Regions from separate parts of the Sus scrofa genome. Here region 2 is linked to region 1. A link is a contact called in public Hi-C data. All regions are on one chromosome and are shown on one strand. Each heading gives the region's core, a stretch centred on a gene start, on an enhancer-like site or on the middle of the called end of the contact. The rest is flanking DNA. Distances are from core to core; before and after follow the strand shown. Region 1 holds the start of PATL1 (protein PAT1 homolog 1). Region 2 overlaps OSBP (oxysterol-binding protein 1).

Region 1 (7,434 bases), core at 2,713-5,212:
CGCGTCTGCAACCTACACCACAGCTCACGGCAACGCCGGATCGTTAACCCACTGAGCAAGGGCAGGGACCGAACCTGCAACCTCATGGTTCCTAGTCGGATTCGTTAACCACTGCGCCACGATGGGAACTCCAGAAAATTTCATTTTTGCACAACACCTTTCTAACTTACAAAGACCTCTTACTACCAAATTCCTGGAATAAAATATGTAATTAAATATACTTACTATAGGACAAAAGCAGGGTCAGGCCATATAAAAATTTTCAAACATACATATATGAATCTTAGTTTTCTCCTAATGCACTAGTTTTCCTTAAGTTACGTGTTTCATGAAAAAAAACAAAAAAAACAAAAAACTTCCTTCTCTATCCAGTGTTGCCATGAGCTGTGGTGTGGGTCACAGACGTGGCTTGGTTCCTGTGTTGCCATGGTTGTAGCGTAGGCTGGCAGCTATAGCTCCAATTCGACCTCTAGCCTGGGAACCTCCATGTGCCACAGGTGCGGTCCTAAAAAGACCAAAAAAAAAAAAAAAGTCCTTCTTCTAGGATTATTTTAAGCCTTTATAAAATGTCCACTTGTCTAACCATTTGAATTTCTTATAGTGTCAACTTAGAACGATAGATCATAAAGCTGGAAAAGACAAGGCTTAGAAAACACCAGATTTTCTAAGTGAGGCAAAAAGAGACCAGAGGAAGACAAAAGTACTTAATATCGCTTACCAACTGCACCTGACCCAAATGTATCATCATTGAATTGATCAATCTCTTCATCTTCCTCTCCCAGCCCCTGAAACGCATCTTCATCTTCATCCAGAGGACAATCCTCCAAAGACTTTAAGAGAGAGAGAGAGACTGATAATTCGTGAAGTTCACAACCTCACTTAAAAAATGTTCTAAAAATGTTCTTACCTTCCCAATCAACACAATAGCTTCATTATGACTTTTTGTACAGATGGCATTTTTTTCCATCCCCCAATTTTCCCGACATTGGAAGATTTGCAAATCGTTTCTTTCAGCTTCTCTTTCCTATTCCTTATTTCATTTAACCTCTTCCCCCAAATTTCCATTTCTCTTTTCAGCAAGAATCTAATAATAGCATTTCCTCATGCAACCAAGAAATTAGGCCTGTAACTTCCTTTCCATCACTGGTTACAATAATGACAAATGAAAGCAAACACTTTACATTTTGCTAGAGTTTTACATCTATTTTTCAATGAAATTCTTATCTTCCCCATATTCATGTCATCTTTTCAACCCTTTTATTATTCCCTTTTGAAGCTTTCTCATCATTTTTCCTCTTCCTTCTTTCTACAGGCCCAAAACTGGTGATAAAACAGAAAGCTAAGATTTCAATCACAATTAAGTAAACTCTTGAAAGGCCGGGATGTGGCAAGTTTAAGTTCTGTCTCAACTCTGACAAGTGATATCAACTTGGGCAAATCACAGCCGTTCTGATGAATTCATTCAATACCTCCTGAGCACCTACTGTGTCTCAGCCTGTATTAAGGCTCTAAGCCACAATCTCTTAGGTGGTAATACAAGGACACCACCACCTGCCTCAGCAAGTAGTGAGGATCAAAGGAGAAAAAGATTGAAGCAAACATTGTGTATTGTTAAACAATGCTAGATATCACTTGGGTATGTTCTACTTTAAACACTCCCCCCCCCATTTCATTTATTTTTCCAAGTTTTCTTTTCTTTGGGGAACTTTGCCCCACCACATCTCAGCATGTCTCTCCATGTTTACATATAGTCAGTTTGATCTCGAGCCATTCCCATCAAATAGCAAGAATACACAGCCCCAATTTTCAAATACTCAGAATCAGAATTCCACACTCTCTGGCAGGCACATTTGTGATAACACCTTGCCGGCTATTTCTCAGCTAGGCTGTTCCCAAAAGAAACGTTAGGCCAAAGGGCCATCTTAGGTCCTTCCAAACTTAGACAAAGCAAGCATGTGCAACTGCATCCACATCAGAGGCAACTTCCAGAAGCATTCCCAAATCACAAAGATCTACTTCACCGAATCACTGCTTTTTAGGTTGGAAAGGGATCGTCTAGACCCACCCTTTCTACAAATCCAGAAACTCTGTCTAGTGATTAGCAGTCGCTAAAGGTCATACAGAGACTCAGTGGTAGCGTCATAACTCTGTTGCTGTATTCCAGGGACCATCACGAACCCCCAGTTTCCCTCCATTCGCCCAGAAAAAACTTCTGCTGGACACGCCCCTTCCCCACTCGGAGCTCTCATCAGTAAACAGTCTTCCGCCCCAGTCAAAGGGCAAGTGCAGGCCCGGGTGACCTGACGGTTGCCTGCGAGTAAGGGGCTATGTGTAATTAATGCGAGATGATAGTTCTGGGTCTTAGGCGGGAAATGCGTCCCTGGGCTTTACCCTGTGGCTCTTCCTTAAGCCTTAAGTGCCACCGGGTGGGTGCAAGGCTCTCAATGCCGAGCCCCACCGGGGGTACGGTGGGGTGGGGGGTGGTTGGTTACCGCACTTAACGGGCCCTCCCCACCCCCAAACAGAGGTCAACTCTCCTCAGTAGCAACTGATAGGACAGTCCCGCCCCCACGAAGCCAGCTCACAGCCCTTGGACTAAACCCGCGACCCCAGAGCCCACACACTCTGCTCGGTCCTGCCGGCCCCTCCGCCCCCCCTTTTCCCCCCGAGGGGCGCGGACCGACGCGCTGAGCGTGAGAGAAACAGAGAGGGGGGCGCGTGCCGGCGGGAGGGAGGGGTCACTTCCGGTCGCAACAGCTCACCTCGTAGCGGAACATTCTTGGGGAGGGGGGGGAGGGAGCGGGGAGGGGAATGGGGGAGGGAGGGAAGAAGCGCTGACTCTCCGGGCTCCTCCGCGCGCGGGTCCTCCACCGGCTCGCGACCCCTGGCCGCCGCCGTACGCCGGAGCGTGCGTGGGAACGTGCGCAGGCGCGCCTCGGGGAGGGCGGCCGCCCCGCTCCGCGCCCGGCGGCGGCGGCTGCGCGGGGACAGATTTGGCGTCCCGCTTCCTAGTCTCGGCGGCGGGAAGGAGGTCCCGTGGCGAGAGACTGCGCACGCGCCACCCGTCGGGGGCTTCCTCGCGATCCGAACCTGTAGCTCCGCCCCCGGCTTCTCTGCGCCCGCCCGACGCTGAGGTTCGAGTCACGAGTTTTCCGTCACCGACGGGGCGGAGAAAAGCCTTGTGATTGTCACAGGATATGGCTTTGGAGAGTCCCAGGCTTAGCTTAGGCTGGGAGAAATGGACATTCCTGGGCACTTTTTCCAGCGTCCAACACCGTCTTCGGGTTGCTTGGCGGTCTTCACGACATACGATAGGCACCGAGTGGAGGGGAAAAAAGTTAAAGTTCAGGTCATCGAAAGGGGCTGAGTTCGTCGCCACTTTCAGCGGCACGTCACCCGCTGAGTCAACAGCAGGTCAGGGCTGTGATTTATGTGTCTCAGAGATGAAGGCTTTTTTTTCCTCTTTTCTTTAAACCGAAGGCTTATTAGGGAGGTTCAACCAGGGAGGTATTTTTAGGGCTCAGGCACATCAAGCGTGTGGAGTGAGGGAGCCAAAAAAGGCAGCACAGCCGTGGGCAGCAAGGTCATCGAGGCTGAGTGCGCCGTAGGGTGACACCACCTCCTTAGAGGATCAGGACCAGAAAAGCATTTGTCCAGGTGCCTTGGCAGCCTGTTTTCAGAAGTCTCTTTGGAGAACTGTTATCTCCGCTAGCCGAACTCACTCTTTCCCCTTGAAGACTAAACTTGGCTACGAAATTTAGTCCTTGCACCACGAATTCTTGTGCAGTTTCGCAACTCCTTTCTCCGGTGTCTTAAAGTGCAGCCTCGCCTGGGAGTGGCATAGAGTAAATTCCTTACGTGGTGGTATGACCGGATTAATCAGAGCCTGAGTAGTGGAAACTTGGATTTGGAAATAGAAGTTCTGGGTGGGAATCAGTGCTTTGCCACTGGGCCGTCAGATTTGGGGCAAGTTACCTAAACGTGTCTGAGCCTTAATTTCTTTGGAAAACGGGATTAATGATACCTGCCTCACAAAGTAGTGGTTCAATGGCATGATGATTCCAGTAGTACTTCTACTGATGGTTGAAGTCTGCCTTATGCCAATCCGGTGAGGTAGGTGGTATTATTTTCTCCATAGATGAGGAATTTGAGGATTAGAGATGTTAAGCAGTTTATCCTAAACCACTCAATGGCAAGCGGCAACCAGGTCTCTCATTCCAGAAACCCAGTCTCTTAATCATTGTGACAGTTTAACAAAAGAGGATATTTACATGGGACAGACCTAAATGTTAAAGTGGAGCAGGCTGGGGATAAGATGATAACTTTTAAGCACGCATAGAACACTACAAAAGTTCATGTATTAGGTAGGGGCACTTCTTAACAGTGAGAATTGGTGCCATATAGACCAAAGGTTGGGAAAGTGTGACCCACAGCCAAATCTGCTTAGCTGCCTTTTTTTTTCAAAGTAAAGTTTTGTGGGAAGACGGCCATCTTCATTTATTTACATATTGTCTTTAGTTGCTTTGGGGCAACAAAGGCATAATTGAATACTTTCAATGGAGGCTATTTGGCTAGCAAAGCCTGAAATAATTACTCTGGCCCTTTACGGAAAGAGTTTGCTGATTCTAGATGTTGCAGATCAAGTTTTCTGATCATTATGTCAGAATTTTTTTTTTTTTTTTTTTTTTTTTTTGGCTGCACTGGTGGCAAATGAAGTTCCCGGGCCAGGGATCAAATCCAAGCCACAGGTGTGACCTTTGCCACAGCTGTGGCAACACCAGATCTTTAACTGGATCTGCACCAGGCAGGGAATGGAAATTGTGCCTCAGCAGCGATTGGAGCCACCTCAAATACAACACTGGATACTTAACCTACTGTGCCACAATGAGAACTCCAGACATCAGAACATTTTAAAAAACTCCACACTTCTAATTAATGGACTGCTTGAGAAAACATAGTGGAAAGTAGATAAACTTATTAACGTATAAAGACTTGAGATACAGCTAAAGCAGTTTCTATGAGAGAATAGGAAAGCCTGAATGTAAATGAACTATAGGATGATGTCAAAGAAAGGATAAATAAGGAAATAGTAAAGAGCAGAAATGAAAGAAACAGAAAACAAGATAGAGATGGTCGATAAAATTATGTTTTTCTCATGCAACAGCTGTCTTTGAGGGAGATGAATGAGGGCCACTTTAGGCAAATGTATTTTCTTGAGCTGTGTAGGCCCATTATTAAGATGGAGAGGGTAAAAATTCTTTTCACAAGTAATTCTTTCGAAATAAGATATGAGGCCTTTGGAGAGTGTCTCTTGAGTGAGTGGAAGAAAAGTCTCTCCTGCACACCAGCTAGGTGGAAAAGGCGATTGACAGTTGAGAGGCGACATCAATTAGCATCGCTATCATGCTTTCTCTGGCCTTGCCATCCTTTTTCCAAAGGTTGTAAAAAAAATCCACTGCGGTATTTACAGATTCTATACATCCTATTTCTTAGATCATGGTAAAGGAACAAAATGTACTTTTTGTGAGCCTAGTTTCAGATGATGTATTAATTTTCATCAAGTAATGTACAACAAGTGTTATACAACAGCTTCACCAGGAGGGCTTGTTAAAATAGACTCCTGGGAGTTCCCCTTGGGGCTCTTTGTTAAGGACCTAATGCTGTCTCTGTGAGGGTGTGGGTTTGATCCTTAGTTTCACTCTGGGTTAGGCTGTGGCATTGCTGCAAGCTGCAGCATGGATCAAAGACGAGTCTCTTATCTGGTGGCCATGGCTGTGGTGTGGGCATGTAGCTGCAGCTCTGATCCGACCCCTAGCCTGAGAACATCCATATGCCACAGGTGCTGCCATAAACAAGAAAGAAAAACAAAAACCAGACTCCTGGGCCACCCCACTCCCCAGATTTTCTGATTCAGCAGGTCTGCAATGGGACCTAAAAATTGCATTTATATGAAGTTCCCAGGTGATGCTGATGCTGTTGGTTCTAGGACTAGGCTTTGAGAATGGTTGCTTTTAAACATTGTCCTCGGGTGCTTGCAAAGGTTATAAAGAGGTGGGGAAAAGAGTGGTGGGCTGCCCAGAGGGTCATTTCTCATGTAGTCTACAAGGTTGTAACAAATGTCCTAGAAAGTTACAGGGAGGAACCCTTGGTGCAGCAGATTTTAGGACAAAAGGCTTAGCAATATAATAGAAATTAAAATATAATGCAAAACTTGTAAACAAGGCCACAGAGTCTTTGTCCTCTCTGAAGAGGTGTTTTCTGTTTCCACCATTCCTTGAATCTGGCCTGGACTGTGATAGACCCGTGGAGTGCTGGGGAGGCGATGCAATGTCAGCTGTGTCTAGTCTTTAAGAAGACTGACAATGTAAGTCCATGTTAGATGCCCACTTGTCTTGCTGAAGCGGTCACATGAAAAGGCCTTGGCACTACATGGAGAGGGAGACGGGTCCAGCTGGATCCAGTTTACCAGCCACACAAGACATGTGGATGAAGCTGTCTTGGGCTCTCCAGACCAGTTCAGCTGCCAGCTGAATATCATCGAGTCACCCCATTCAGCACCACATGGAGCAAATACTCTCTCAACTGAGCCTTTCCCAAAAACCTCATCCATAAAGCTGTGGTGTTAAAATAAAATGACTGTGGTTTTAAACCACAAAATTTTGGAGTAGTTTGTTACTCATTAATAGGTAACCAGAAGTCTGTGTAGAAAAATTATACAAAACTTGGAAATCAGGAAAAAGGGTTTTGTGTGCCCTTTCTGTGATGTAATAAGAGCACTGTCTAACAAGCCTACTTGAGAATCATTTGAAGTTCTAGAAGAGGTGACTTTATTTGACTTAGTATTTACCAGTAGTGAGTTACTAGACTCAACAAAGTTAGATATTACTTGGTAGAAGATTGCTGAATTACAAATTATTTCCAGTTGAGATGATTTCATTTTGATAGTAAGGGTAATCCCAAAGGGGACAGTTTTATTGCCGTGCTGGCTAGTAACTGGCATTATATATAACATTTGAGTTTTATTCCAGCATTCTTTTTTTCCTGTTGGTTATAGTTCAGTTTCTTGTATTCTCTTTTGAACCACCTACCCTGCTGCTCATTCTCTCATGAATGCGATAAATATGCGACAAGTGCTCATGTTGGTTCACAAACTGGGCCCTGTAGGTGGAGGGCAAGGAGAGATCAAGGAAAAGCAGTCACTCCAGATGGGTAGGTGGAGGAAGCAGCTCAATGCAGGAGCATTTACATGTGAAGCTTGTCTTGGGCAGCTGCAAGACAAGTAGATTTCAACCTTCCAGAACCTTAAAATCTGCATAGAGCCCTTAGTAGGGTCCGCTCACATGTACCTGTATACCCTCCAGCTGGTGTCAACAACACCTTACTCTCTTGTCCTTGAAAATAGCTCCCACTGTGGGAATGGTGGGCAGAGCATAC
Region 2 (7,434 bases), core at 2,961-5,460, 70 kb before region 1:
TTCACTCTTTGGCACACACATGGTCAAATGTGGCTGGTCTAGTTCAGAAGAGCATCGAGACCCTCTGCTGTGCCTTTTGAAGAATCTCATTTTCCCTGAAGTATAGACACTCCAACATTGCATATTAAGATTCCTATTCCCAGGCCTGATCTTTTTGATCTTGCTGCAAAATTAACCTGTAATCCAATAAGATCTTTTAAAATAAGGTTTCATCTTACCTACAGTTCAGCTGTTACATAAATGATACCTAACTCCTTCCGTGGAGGAGGAGAGAGGGGAGAAAGGAGAGGAGAAGGGGGAGGAGCTACCTAAGAAACCCAACCTTGCGTCACAAGAGCTCTGCTCCATAGGAGAAGCTGATTGCTACGGTAATGGGGAAACCACACCACCTAAAAGAATTTTAAAATACATGCTAAAATGTATATTCTACAATATACTCAAAGATGCATTAAATATAGTGAAGAAGACAAACTTATGACTGGATGGGTCCTTAAAGAGTCTCAAGCCACCCCCACTCCCCCAGTAGCTGAGAAGTTATATGACTTGCACAAAGCTGGCTCAGAAGGTCCAGTGCCCAAACTAGACCTGCACGCAGGCTCCTGACCCTTGAACCAGTGACTCCCCTATCCTGCCAGAAAAGTGTTCTTTCCTGGAGCACAAATTAACATAAAGATGGTGGCCTTACCGAGGGCATAATGGAGAGGTATTTGCCTCGAAACTTGCTGGTGATTTTGATTTCCTGACGCAATGTCCAGCCATTTTTGGACTCAGCATGGTGTGCGGCCGCAGGGGGATGATGACTCACCTTGAAGAGATCAGTGGTTCGAGTTAAAAGAAAGGAGAAGGAAAAGATATTGCCTATTAACTGGTGATCAACACCCCAAATCCACACTTGACAATTTTACACCCATGGCAGTGGGTGAATACCAGGGCCTCCAAGGTTGAAGGCCTGAGGGAAAAGGAGGCAGTTTGGGATGACAGGGACTGGAATATCTGCAAATCTAACACCCAGCGAGATCAAGCCCCCCAGATCACCCCTTCTTCAAACAGGAAAAGGGTCACAGTTCAGAGCCTCCTTTACCTGCTCACAGAGGGATCGGTACCCATTCTCCTCTAATCGGTCTAGCTCGAAGGTCTCCCCAAGGAGTGGGTTGAATGGCTTGCTGGTACGGAAGACAGTGGTGGAGTAGGAGGACACGGTGAAAGCTGCAACATAACAGAGCTGTTCTAGAGAGTTCTCACACTTTGCAGCACGGTCTAACAGCTCATGGTATTCCAGGTCTTCAGTAAGGCGCTGAAGCATGGATAAGGGCTCATTAAAGTTCACCTGTCAGGAAAAGAGCAGATATCAAAACTTTGCCCACACATCCATTAGGAGACAATTTCTTTCTTTCTTTCGTTTTTTTTTTTTCTTCTTTTGCAGGTAGAGACACATATCAAGATGTCAAGATGATAAAGCAAATCACTGGGAAAAGAAGAGGCCTTTGCTCGGTAGAGCAACCCTGAGATCTAACCCCAAAGCAGCCCATTCTCCTTGGTCAACTGTCTGTGTCAGTGCGTGGTGGGAATCACCACCATTTTCATTTCCTTCACTAACTGTAAACTCTCTGCGATGGGAACCGTGCCTGTCCTGCTCCCCACTGCATATCCATGCCTATCATGCCTGCATATCATGCCTGGCCCATGGGAGACTGTTATCAAAAAGCTACTGAATGAGAGCATCAAAGAAGATATGTACTTTAATAAGAGTTCCCGTCGTGGCACAGTGGTTAACGAATCCGACTAGGAACCATGAGGTTGCGGGTTCGAGCCCTGCCCTTGCTCAGTGGGTTAAGAATCTGGCGCTGCTGTAAGCTGTGGTATGGGTCGCAGACTTGGCTTGGATCCCATGTTGCTGTGGCTCTGGTGTAGGCTGGTGGCTACAGCTCTGATTAGACCCCTAGCCTGGAAACCTTCATATGCCTCGGGAGCGGCTCAAGAAAAGGCAAAAAGACAAAAAAAAAAAAAAAAAAAAAAAAAAAAAAAAAAAAAAAAAAGTACTTTAGCACAAGTATACCCAGAGAGAAAGTGAGGCACCTGACATTTTCGAGGGTGGAAAGAAAAGGTAGTAAATTCTAAGTGCAGGTGTGTCCTGACTGGCAGGAGAAACAGTACAAAAGTCAGCTTGCACTGGTGGAGCAGATGATGGCCTGGAGTCTCGATTCAGTTCTACATCAGACCAGGGTTCTGCTTTCTCCTCTGAGCCTGGACAGTTGTGTTTCTGGACTAGAGTGCTCAGCCTGGGGGCTGAGAGAGAGCCAGGAGTGTGTCCATCATTCAAGGTTTTTTTTTTTTTCTTTTTAGGGCCACACCTGAGGCATATGGAAGTTCCCGCTGGTCTACACTACAGCTTGCAGCAAAGACAGATCCTTAACCCATGAATGAGCCCATGGATTGAACCTGCATCCTCATGGACACTAGTCGGGTTCTTAAACTGCTGAGCCACAACAGGAACCCTATACCTTCCAAGTTTTAGAGCCAACTTAGGGCACTGAGCCACAGGATAAAGCAAGTGTGTATCTGTAGGCCACTGTCAGGGAGCTGTCCATTCATTCCACAAATATTTATTGAGCCCTTACCTGTGCCAGGTCCTATACAAACCAGTGGGTATAGAGAAATGAACAAAAGAGACATTGTCCCCCACCCCCTCCAAAGAGTTAGCTTCTAAGTTGACTGAGTGGAATTTACGATGACTTTACCACTTAGAAAATTACTATAAAAAGAGGTTAGGTTCCCAGGCTAGTCCATAAAGCTTATGTAACCAGCACTACAGCTAAACAAGCCTGAATATCACTAGCCTGAGTTCTGAGTCCAGAGAACAGAGGGAGGAAGAAAAAACTTCTACTGTGTGGAGCTGAGCTAAAGCAACATTTCAGTTAATAAAACCGACAAAAACAGCACTTTTCTTTCCTACAGCCCAAGCTCTTTTTCTTTCTTTTTTTGCCTTGTTGTCCCACTTCCTACCCGCCAATTTCTGAGTCACACACTACCCTAATATTAACTGTCCTCCCAATTATGAAATATCTTGTAATTTCCACTATAACAAACTTTGGAAACAAAGCACAAAGGAAAACTACTGGAAAAACCATCACCCAAGCAGAACTATTATTAATAGTTTCTTATTTATTGCTATGCATGTGTACATTTTATTTTATTTTATCTTTTAGGGCCGCACCCATGGCATATGGAGGTTCCCAGGCTAGAGGTCGAATCGCAACTATAGCCACCGGCCTATGCCAGAGCCACAGCAATGCCAGATCCAAGACATAACTGCGAACTACACCACAGCTCACGGCAACGCGGGATCCTTAACCCACTGAGCGAGTCCAAGGATCGAACCTGCAACCTCATGGTTCCTAGTTGGATTTGTTAACCAGTGAGCCACGATGGGAATTCCCATTTATACATTTAAAAAAATAAATAATATACTAGAGCCTGTTTTTCCTCTGAGAAATATAGCAAGCATTTCTCTGAAAATTTCTCAATGGGGAAGTAAGATCTATCCTGCCTCAACTAAAAGAGTATGCCATGTCCCAAAACCATCTTCTCGACACTGAGAGAAAAGCAGTATGATAGGAAAAAATGCACAGAGGGGAAACAGAAATAACTCAAGTCCTCGAGGGTCTTTTCTAAAGAGGGTACTTATTAACTACGCCAGAACTGCAGGCACCATGCAGTAACATTTCCATATATTTTGAGAAAAATGGGCCAGTTGGTGGCCATGGGACAGATCAGCACTGCCCGGGCCTAGAATCGCTACATCCTTATACCATCTCCGTTTATCTCACACACACAGCCCTACTCCCCCCCACCACAACAACTTTCAGGAACCACGGTTTCTCTGAAAGTGCTAAGCTTTTCATATTGGCCATTTTACCACTCAGTGACGCAACAGGGAAACAAATAAATCTGAGAATTTAAAGTGGAAGGAAGCAGGGAATTAGTTTTACAGCTGATGGAGAGCTGGGCAGCCAAAAAAGACAACCTAGAGATTAGCAGCAGCAGGAAGCTGTAACCATCGGCAGGTGGGCGGCACAGAGAGAAGCAGTGGTATTACTGCAGCACAGAGACCAGAGGCATGTGGCAGCAGCTAAGACCTCAGGGGGCCTGTCCAGTGGAAACTAGAGCCACACAGCTGCTGCCAGAGCACTGCCCCAGAGAATGCAGTCAGGGCGGGGAGCACCCTCGGGTTTTTCCCTTCCTCCCTGCTCCAATCTCCTACTGGTACCCTGCCGTGGTGGAACCCGGCCAGAGCCCAACAGACATGGAAGCCTGAGAAACACAGCCTGGAGGGATCAGCTTTCTGTGACACACACAGAGCAGGGAAAGGGCAAGGACTAGATCCGCAGGCAAACAGGTACAGGACTGCACATTCCTTGTCACAATGTCAACAAGGAACTAATGGTTAAGAAAGACAGGGAGGCCCCCTAGACTCAGAAGCTATCTCTGAGCAGGAACTGCATTTCTGAGGCTGCAGTGACATGCCTTCCAGCCTAGCCTCCCATCGCTTCCTTCAGGGCACTAGGCAAGTGGGGCTGCCTTTTAGGTCCCCAGTGAACCAGTTCTTTTATGTGTCTTCAGGGTGCTTACTCACGGCCTTTGCTTGTCTGGAGGCCAGTATCTTTCTAACAAAAATCCCATGTGCTTACAGAGGAATCTATTTGTTTTCCAAGACCCAGTTAATTAATTACTTTAACATGTGCTGAAGGATATGTATGTGCCAGGCACTGGCTAAGCATCAAGGATATAAAGACCAATACCACAGTCTCTGCCCGAGAGGAACCCGGTCTACACAGAGGCAGAAACCACTGACTGGTCCATAAGCCCCAAGAGGCCGGAAGAATGCTATCTGTATTTCTGTAGGCCATGCACCTGACTGGGGCTGAGCCTGCAGCCACCCTCACTCTCCACTCCTCCCTTCTATCGGTAGCAGAATCCCTGATTTTTATTTAAGCCCTGCCACCAAAAAAGAAAAAGTCCTTATTTCCAGCTCCTTGTCCACCTAGCTAAGGCCACATAAGTTCTGGCCAAAGAGACTAAAGGGAAAATATTTATGCAATTTCTAGGAAGCACCCTTAAAAGGCAGGGCATGCCCTTCTCCTCTTGCCTTTTTCCTGCTGCTGGAATGAGACCCTAATGGCCTGAGCTGGAGCAGCCACTTAGCCCCTAGGAACTGAGGCCACAGAGCAGGACAAAAGGACAGAAAGGAGCCTGGTCCCAACACTGCAGAGTATGGTACCAGCCCCAACCACCTACTTCTGGATTTTAACATGATAATGAGTTAAGCTAATATTTGTTTAAGGCAGGAGTTGGTCAGCTTTTTCTGTGAAAGGCTAGATAGTAAATATTTAGGCTTAGAGGGCCATATGGCCTCTGTCACATCTACTCAGCATTACTGCTGTAGGATGAAAGCAGCCACAGACAATCAGTGTATGAATGAGCATTTACCATGTTCCAATAAAACTTCATGGACCTTAACATCTCAAGTATATATAATTTTCACATCACAAAATACTATCCTCCTGATTTTTTTCCAACCATTTAAAAATATAAAGCGGGGAGTTCTGTGCCCATTGTGGCACAGTGGTTAAAGAATCTGAGTAGGAACCATGAGGTTGAGGGTTCGATCTCTGGCCTTGCTCAGTGGGTTAACGATCCGGTGTTGCCGTGAGCTGTGGTGTAGGTTGTAGACACGGCTCGGATTCCACGTTGCTGTGGCTCTGGTGTAGGCCAGCGGCTACAGCTCCGAGTGGATCCCTAGACTGGGAACCTCCATATGCCACGGGAGCAGCTCAAGAAATTGCAAAAAGACAAAAAAAAAATTTTTTTTAATTAAAAAAAAATAAAGCCTATTCTTAGCTTGCAGGCTGTAAAGACAGCTGCTAGATTTGGCCCCAAGGCCAGTTTGCTGACCCTTGGTCTAAACCAATATATTTTATTTGCTTCTTTAGACTGAATTTAGGAGTTCCTATTGTGGCTCAGCAGAAACGAATCTGACTAGCATCCATGAGGACGTGGGTTCGATCCCTGCCCTCACTCAGTGGGTTAGGGATCCAGCGTTGCCATGAGCTGTGGTATAGGGTCACAGATGAGGCTTAGATCTGGCGTTGCTGTGACTTTGGCATAGGCCAGTGGCTACAGCTCCGATTAGACCCCTAGCCTGGGAACCTCCCTATGCCACAGGTGCGGCCCTAAAAGAATAAAAAATAAAAACAAACTGAATCTATACCTAACTGACACACTGATACAACCCCAAACAGAAAGTCAGTCAGTAAACACTTGTGGAGTGAGTGAAACCACTGCCTAGAAATAAACAGTGGAACTTGTTGGAACCCAGGGGAAAGACAGCTCACCCTGAACGCATGCACAGGGGAAGGTTTGCTGAAAGAGAGGACACTATAGCTGAATCCTAAAGAAAAAGGTGTCAGCCAGAGCAAAAGTAAAGTGACAAGTGTGGATTGGGAGCTGATGAAGGTTTGGGCAGAAAGAGCAGGGTGTGCAAATACCCTGAGAGGAAAAAACCAAGATGTGGGTGAGCATCTGAAGGTAACTCCCCAGGACTAGACCGCTGATGTGTACGGGCGGAGCCTCAGCCTCAGGAGGAAGTATGAAGCTCACTAAGGAATCTGGACTAAGCTCAAAGCAGTAAGAATTTTAAGTACAGGATTTTTTTTTTTTTTTTGTCTTTTTGCCTTTTCTAGGGCTGCTCGTGCAGCATATGAAGGTTCCCAGGTTAGGGGTCAAAACGGAGCTGTAGCTGCCAGCCTACGCCAGAGCCACAGCAACACGGGATCCGAGCCACATCTGCGACCTACACCACAGCTCACGGCAACACCGAATCCTTAACCCACTGAGCAAGGACAGGGATCAAACCCACAACCTGATGGTTCCTAGTCAGATTCGTTAACCACTGAGCCACGACGGGAACTCCAAGAACAGGATTTTAAGCTAAGGAATGACATAACTACATTTGCAATTTTAAAAAAATTACTTTTTTAAAACAGTGTGGACAAAAGCAAAAACTAAAAAAATAAAATAAAAATAAATAAAACAGTGTGGACAGACTGGGGAAGGGCATGATGGGAGGCAGGGGGGTCAGCCCAAAGCCATCTTCACCATGGCGAGAGTCCACATCCGCCTGGTTGGAACGAATTGGTTTTGTTTTCATGCTCCCCAAATGTTTGTATGTACGGTACTTCCCATCACACTATTACAGAAAGGAATATTTTCTTCTTCTTTTTTTTTTTTGCTTTTTGGGGCCGTACTTGCCCCATATATATGGAGGCTCCCAGGCTAGGGGTCGAGAATCTAAGCTACAGCTGCTGAGCTACACCACAGCTACAGCAACTTGGCATCCGAGCTGCGTCTGCAACCTACACCACAGTTCACGGCAAG

The links. Hi-C and Micro-C count contacts between places; a contact is called where the count stands out from the background.
Region 2: a contact with region 1 is called in a Hi-C map of skeletal muscle, with 4 times the contacts expected there. The contact joins the enhancer-like site here to the promoter of PATL1 in region 1. A contact is called at or near these places in 3 of 47 Hi-C or Micro-C datasets (embryonic fibroblasts, epiblast stem cells and skeletal muscle) and 2 of 2 datasets of contacts at active chromatin or transcription factors (alveolar macrophages and skeletal muscle).

Annotation. Positions count from the first base shown.
Region 1 is chr2:11,823,344-11,830,777 of Sscrofa11.1, reverse strand. It overlaps PATL1 (protein PAT1 homolog 1), which reads right to left and starts at 3,962. Exons shown (of 19, transcript XM_021082992.1): 1 at 2,763-3,962; 2 at 719-830. The coding sequence starts at 2,777.
Region 2 is chr2:11,893,252-11,900,685 of Sscrofa11.1, reverse strand. It overlaps OSBP (oxysterol-binding protein 1), which reads right to left. Exons shown (of 14, transcript XM_021082995.1): 8 at 1,082-1,327; 9 at 690-805. Among named protein-coding and RNA genes, the nearest start is that of OSBP, 21 kb to the right of the region's middle. Within about 2 kb of position 4,210, at least 14 of the 83 cell types and tissues checked have an H3K27ac peak or open chromatin away from gene starts, as enhancers often do. A contact at or near this core is called in skeletal muscle, where this site is marked.